Regions from separate parts of the Sus scrofa genome. Here region 2 is linked to region 1. The links are chromatin contacts, called in public Hi-C maps. All regions are on one chromosome and are shown on one strand. Each heading gives the region's core, a stretch centred on a gene start, on an enhancer-like site or on the middle of the called end of the contact. The rest is flanking DNA. Distances are from core to core; before and after follow the strand shown.

Region 1 (3,100 bases), core at 541-3,040:
AAGGATCCTCCATCTAAGAGAGCCAGATATTCTCTCCTGGCAAATAACAATCTATAAAACATTATAGATCTATGGTGAACAAGCAATATCCCTCCAATTCTAGGGGGCTATTGATATAAATTCTAGGAAGGCAAATTTTTTAAGTCTATATCCATAGAAATATACACTGTAGAAATACATAGTAGCAATCAGTCAAAGCTGTCCTGTTAAACTTCCCCTTTCCTTAATAAAAAGTGAAAATTCAGCTAAACCACTATAAATGCTTTGTGTTTATAGTAGATTCCAGATGGTACCTCACTCATCAGTAAATTTATTTCTCTCATGAAGCAGTGTTCCATTCCCAGAGAATATTCCATTATAAATCCCTAATTGCTTTTGTTTTATACCTTTATTGAAATAACATTGTTTTAGATGTTATTTTGCATTGACATAATGTTTTTATATCTGATTTTGGTTAGCATTAATCAGTTAAGAATACTATTGATTTTTTAAATGGGAAAGCTAGGAAAAAGCTTTAGATAAAAAATATTAGGACGTCAAAGGGTTAAATCATTTGTTTTTTTTTTTTTTTTTTTTTTTTTTTTGCCTTGAAAGACTTTGAGTAAGATATTGATAGTATTAGGCCAGTTGTTTTCAATCCTGATTGTTTTTGGTATGTTTGTTTTTAACTCCCCCAAGTGGTCTTAACATACAATCAGGATTGAAAACCACTGGCCTAAAACAAACAAACATACCAAAACCAAAAACAGGAACCAATACTAAGATCCTGCCACCTGAGTTTTTGATTTGTATGGTCTGGGATGAGGCTCGGGCAAGAGCATTTTTAATAACTCTCCTGGTGTTTCTGATGTGTGGCCTGGGTAGAGAGTATTGGACTATCCATCTACTCTGTTATCATCTCATTTTAGGTATTAAATATACATTTATTACTGTCATATTGCACAACTCCAGGGACACCATTCAGATGGTGTCCTATATAAATGGCACCTACTTCAGGAGTGAATGGTGCCTCCTGAAGGTGGCTGTTGGTTATATAAACAAGCAAATGGCTTCAGTAATTCCTGATACAGCAATAATAAGAGTACTAATATAGGAATATATAATATGGCATTTGCCTGTATACATTCCTCTTCAATTACAATATACAAATGACTACCTTCTCAAGTCACTTGTTATTTAAAATCAGTAACGGTGAGACTGAGAAAAGGCCTGTGTCTTACAGTAGCTGAGGATCCAAAATATCCCAAGAGAAATAATGGGAACTGTGTTGAAATGGAAATTTGCATGGGGCTTCAGAACAGAGAGAGTGGGAAAGGGTCAGGTACAGCAAAAGGGCTTTTTCATCATTAAAGAGCTTATCTCTTTAAAACAGCACAGGAAAATATGAGTGATTATAGAAAGAAATGCTTCATTAAATATCATTAGAATAAAAACTATGTGGTACAACCATGGAGCCTTTTGCTAACATGACGAACGTACATTGCTAACTGTGCTTAGGTTCTTTACATTTTAATTAATCTTCAGTGATGTAAAATCACTGGGCTCCAGCAACGGTTTGATTTCAAGCCTGTTTATAAGGCTAGGACAAAATGTGACTTTAGGCTCACTCCACACCATTGTGTATGCTTTATTGTGGTGAATTTCAAAACAGCAGTTAATTATAGTAGGACCATTTCTGTTCTTCACTTCATTATCTCTGTCTTGCACTATTATTTTCTGTTGCTGCTGGCTAAACAGAATCAGGCCTGGCACCAGTGAAGTGTGAACACAATGCCAGCACTGCATTCAGCACAAGAATAGAAAGGCAGATGGCAGATTTTACTATTTATAGTTGGAGCCAATTTGCCTGAGGTGAGCCCTGCTGAAATGGTTCTTATCAAGAATGTTTTCATTTATTAAAGGGATAAGGAAATGAAAGCCAAATAAAAAATCTGAGTCCCCAGGACTCTGAGAGCAAAACTCTTTGCTATAGATTGGAAAGCAGTTTTAAGTATTGATTAGATGTTTATGAACTGAAAAATTATATATATTTTCTCCCTATTCTCAAATAAAGACTTCAGGTTAGTAGCATGCTTCATGGCAAAACTTGAAGAATTCATTTTTCAGTGAAGTTGTGTTGTCATAGCAACTTGATACAGAGTGAATTTTAATTATTAAGAATAAAATAGGTATATGGTAATAACTAATTATTTAATACCATCAAATATATTAAATATATTAAAGTGTGACTGTCTTTTACTTTCTCAGTAATCATTTCTTGACCATAAGAAAAAAGACAAAATAATAACTGCTTCGTGTTTGATTCTTTATATTATTTTTCTTAAAAGATTGATTGTTTAAAACTCTGATAAATATTTTATATTATCAGCACATGGAAAGTTTGTATTCAAAATTAAAATAGCATGTGAATTACCTAGGCTTTCTTATCTTTTAGGCATCTGATTTTAAAAGTGTTTTATTATCAAGAACATAATGAGTTGATAACTAAAACAACCTATTAAAGAACTTAGAGGGGGTTCCCACTGCGGATGAGCAGGTTAAGAACCTGACTGGCATCCATGAGGATGCAAGTTCCATCTCTAGCCTTGCTCTTTGAGTTAAGGATCCCACATTACCACAAGCTGTGGTATAGGTCATAGGTGTGGCTGTGGTTGTGGTGTATGCTGGCAGTTGCAGTTCAGATTTGACCCCTAGCCTGGGAACTTCCATATGCTGCAGTTGGGGCCCTAAAAAGAAAAAAATAAAATAAAGAACTTAGAATTTAGGCAGCTCAGTTGATGTGAAATATAGTAGTGAGTTAGTGGCAAGTTAAATTTATATTCCACAGGAAATAAAGAATTTTTATTAATAGGCTAAAGAAATTCATTTAATTCAACCATAGCCATTTTTCGATTGGATGTACTGGAATTTAGCAGATTATTTAGTCATATTCTCAATTATGCCAAAACATCTGTCCATTTTAAATCATGGTGAAATATTTGTCATATGAGTTTATTGGTTTTATTTAGATGAAATAACCAGTTTTCACTTTTCTCTGACTTGTCCTCAGAAGGAACTTATAAGAAGCTTCTTGCTTTGTGAATCTTATATCATTATTGAA
Region 2 (3,341 bases), core at 203-2,702, 94 kb after region 1:
CCTCCTTCCCATCTGTCGAAATCTTAGTTGCCCATTTCCCTTGTGAAGCTTGTTCTACCCACTTCTACTCGCAATGATTTACAGATTAAAAATACTCTGAAAATTTAGGTTGTTATGGATTATGTTTTGAACATTATCTGATTAATTTCACTTAAGTATTTTTTGCACTATGTCCAGTCTTTGAGCAAATAGGCTATCACTAACATTTTCTTTTTCTTTTTCCCAGAGAGCAGCATGCAGTACTAGTTCTCCGGTATCAATATAATTAAATCTATAGTCTTGACTTGACGAAACTGACTGTCTTATTCCATTTCCTATAAAAGCTTATCACCAAGATAGGATTAAATGTGTACAAAAATGTATTAGGGTAAATGTCTGTGAGAGAAAATGGGAAGGAAGCTGAGGGAGCCATTGAACCACAGTGATACTGTGACCCAAAAGGAAGAAGAGAGGAAGGAAGGTTAGATGTAAGTGTCTTAGACTCTAGCGCACTTCTAAGGAAGGTTTGGCAAGGCCACTGGGGTTACCTGTTAGTTCCCACTTGTCTCAGAAGCTTTCTTGTCTTAGTGTTCTTGCTGTGCTCACTCATTAATTAGGAGAAGCCCATGGCAAGTGGGTCTAGTGCAAAGATAGAGATGGAGCTTCAGGCACAGCAGTTGGGACCCTTGGTCACTATTGTTGTTGGAGGCCTGAAAGGTACATTTTCATGGTCACAATACAGTTATCTTAGATGAAAATTTAATATATGTAAACTCTAAAAGGGCTCTCTATTTCTACCATTTCCTTCCTCTGTAAAGTAATTTTATTCATGAAAATTATCCAGGTTGAACTCCTTCAGAGCATGGATGCTGCTTTTCTTTATTTTGCAGAGTTCCATCGTAATGTCCTTTCTGTACCATTTTTTAAAAATCAAAAGCTTGAGAATGTAAACTAAACCCTCTGAGTAATTTACCATAATCACACAGTAGTTTCTTTAATAGGGACATTAAAAAAATTTTTGTAAAGAGGTGGTGTTGTTTTACATTTCCTTAAAAAAAAAAAAAAAAAAAAAAACCTGTGAGCGTATCAGTTCACTTTGAAATTGTTGCCAAGGGCTTTTTTAAAAAGGTGTTATATAAAAGGGAACTTACATCTAGGAATTTTGCCAGCACTGTTAGATAAGAAAATTGCTTTGTGAGTGATTATTTGTGAATATATCTAGTCATACACATTTATCGTCACCAGTGTTTAGATTATTTCATATCAGTGAAGCTGTTTTTAGAGCTTATGTTAGTACTTTCCTTTTTATCATCATATAGAACAAATTTAAAAACCTATTTTAAGCTCCAGGTTTTTATTATTAGAATCAACAGACACAATGATCCTGTCAAATTTGTTTATATATGTGTATGTATATTTTCATGTTTCCATATATTTTTTAAACAATCTTAAACTTAGAGTTGCTGGTACAAAATTTTATTTTCCTGTACTATTTGAAGGTGATTTGCCAACACGATGCCACATCACTCCCAAATACTTCAGGATGCTTTCTAACAAGCAAGAATATTCTACCTCCTAACTTTAATACAACATCCAAATCAGGAAACTAACATTGATATGTTGCTGCCACTTAAGCCTTAGTCTTTTTTCAAGTTTCACTAATTTTTCAAATATTATCCTTTATAGAAAAAAAGAATCTAGTTCAGATTTCAGTTTTCATGCCTTCTTGATCTCCTCTATCTGGAACAATTTCTTACTCCTTTTTTTTTTTTCTTCATTTTATTGACGTTGGTGCTTCTGAAGATTATAGACCAGTAATTTTTTTAGAATGTTGCTCAATTTGATTTGTCTGATGTTTCCTCATGGTTAGATTTAGGTCATACGTCTTTCGCAGAAATAGCATAGAAGGAATGATTTAGTGTCATTTCTTCCTTGAGAGTAGCACACAGTTGTGGCTTTTCCAGTTATTGATGATGATCACTTTGATTACATAAAAAAAGATACTATTTACTAGGCTTCTCTGCTATGAAGCTGCCCTTTTTTCCCTTTGTAATTAGGATTTTATGAGACAATTTGTCACTATGTAAATATCCCATTCCTTATCAGACTTTCCATTTATTTATTAATTATCATACTCAAATGGACCCTTGAGTCCTCATTTTATTCCAGGGATTATATTCTCTTACTATCATTACTTATTTTGGTGCTCAGATTGTCTTCAATTAGATTTTAAAGATCTTCAAGTGATAGACATACTCTTATCACTCTTAGACCACTGCCTTTCTTTCTGGCTTAAAAAGATGTTCCAAGCTTTTTTTCTCTGTCCCAGTTCTATAATTATCCATTTCTCCAAGGAGCCCAGTTTTCTCTAGTCAAAAATGGTAAGAAACCAAGATCTGTATGTGAGGTGTATTCACCGCTATTGGGGTTTCATTGCCTACAAGTCATCTCCGTGGACAGGTCTAGTAATGTATGTATATATAAATATATTTGGGTATATTTAAGCACACAAACATACATTTGCATCCATTTTTTGAGATATAATTCACATACCATAAAGTTCACCCCTATGAGTAAGTCGCAGTTTAGTGGTTTTTAGTATATTCAAAAGGTTATGCAACCATCACCACTATTTAATTCTAGAACATTTCCATCACTCCAAAAAGAAACACTATATCCATTAGAGGTCACACACTGGAGTTCCCGTTGTGGCTCAGTGGTAATGAACCTGACTAGTATCCTTGAGGATGTGGGTTTGATCCCTGGCCTTGCTCAGTGGGTTAAGGATCCAGCATTGCTGTGAACTGTGGTGTAGGTCGCAGATGCAACTGGGATCCCATGTGGCTGTGGCTGTGGCTGTGGCATAGGCCAGCAGCTGTAGCTCCTATTTGACCCCTAGCCTGGGAACCTCCATATGCCACAGGTGTGACCCCAAAAAGAAAAAAAGAAAAAAAGAAGTAGTCACACCCCATGATCCCTGATTTCAGCCTTTAGTAGTCATCAGACTTTCTGTCTCTATAAATTTGCGAGGTTTCTTGTTTTTTTGTTATCGTACTTTGGTTGGTAACTTTTGTGAACTAATTCTGTAAAGTCTATATTCTTTGTCATGTGTGGCCACTGAAATCTCTGCTTTGTGGTCAGCTAATGATTGGACAGAGGTTTCCTTAAATGGCTATAACCAGTAAGTTTCCCAGTCTTTGCCATAGGGCTCTGTGTATATGTTTGAGTATGCCTTTATTACTCACCCAGCCAGTTGACAATTCTGTCTTGCCTTCAGTGACTGCTTGTGCAGACTCTCAAGATCAGCCAGAGGTGAGAGCTTAAAGCCTTCTCAGGCCTTTCTTGAGCATGCACAAAGCTTT

Evidence for each region. Hi-C and Micro-C count contacts between places; a contact is called where the count stands out from the background.
Region 2: a contact with region 1 is called in a Hi-C map of heart right ventricle, with 2.1 times the contacts expected there. The contact joins two enhancer-like sites. A contact is called at or near these places in 2 of 47 Hi-C or Micro-C datasets (fetal heart ventricle and heart right ventricle).

The regions. Positions count from the first base shown.
Region 1 is chr9:116,702,436-116,705,535 of Sscrofa11.1, forward strand. The region is part of intron 13 of RABGAP1L (rab GTPase-activating protein 1-like); the gene reads left to right. Among named protein-coding and RNA genes, the nearest start is that of GPR52, 65 kb to the left of the region's middle. Within about 2 kb of position 1,791, at least 7 of the 83 cell types and tissues checked have an H3K27ac peak or open chromatin away from gene starts, as enhancers often do.
Region 2 is chr9:116,796,354-116,799,694 of Sscrofa11.1, forward strand. The region is part of intron 14 of RABGAP1L (rab GTPase-activating protein 1-like); the gene reads left to right. Among named protein-coding and RNA genes, the nearest start is that of GPR52, 160 kb to the left of the region's middle. Within about 2 kb of position 1,453, at least 2 of the 83 cell types and tissues checked have an H3K27ac peak or open chromatin away from gene starts, as enhancers often do.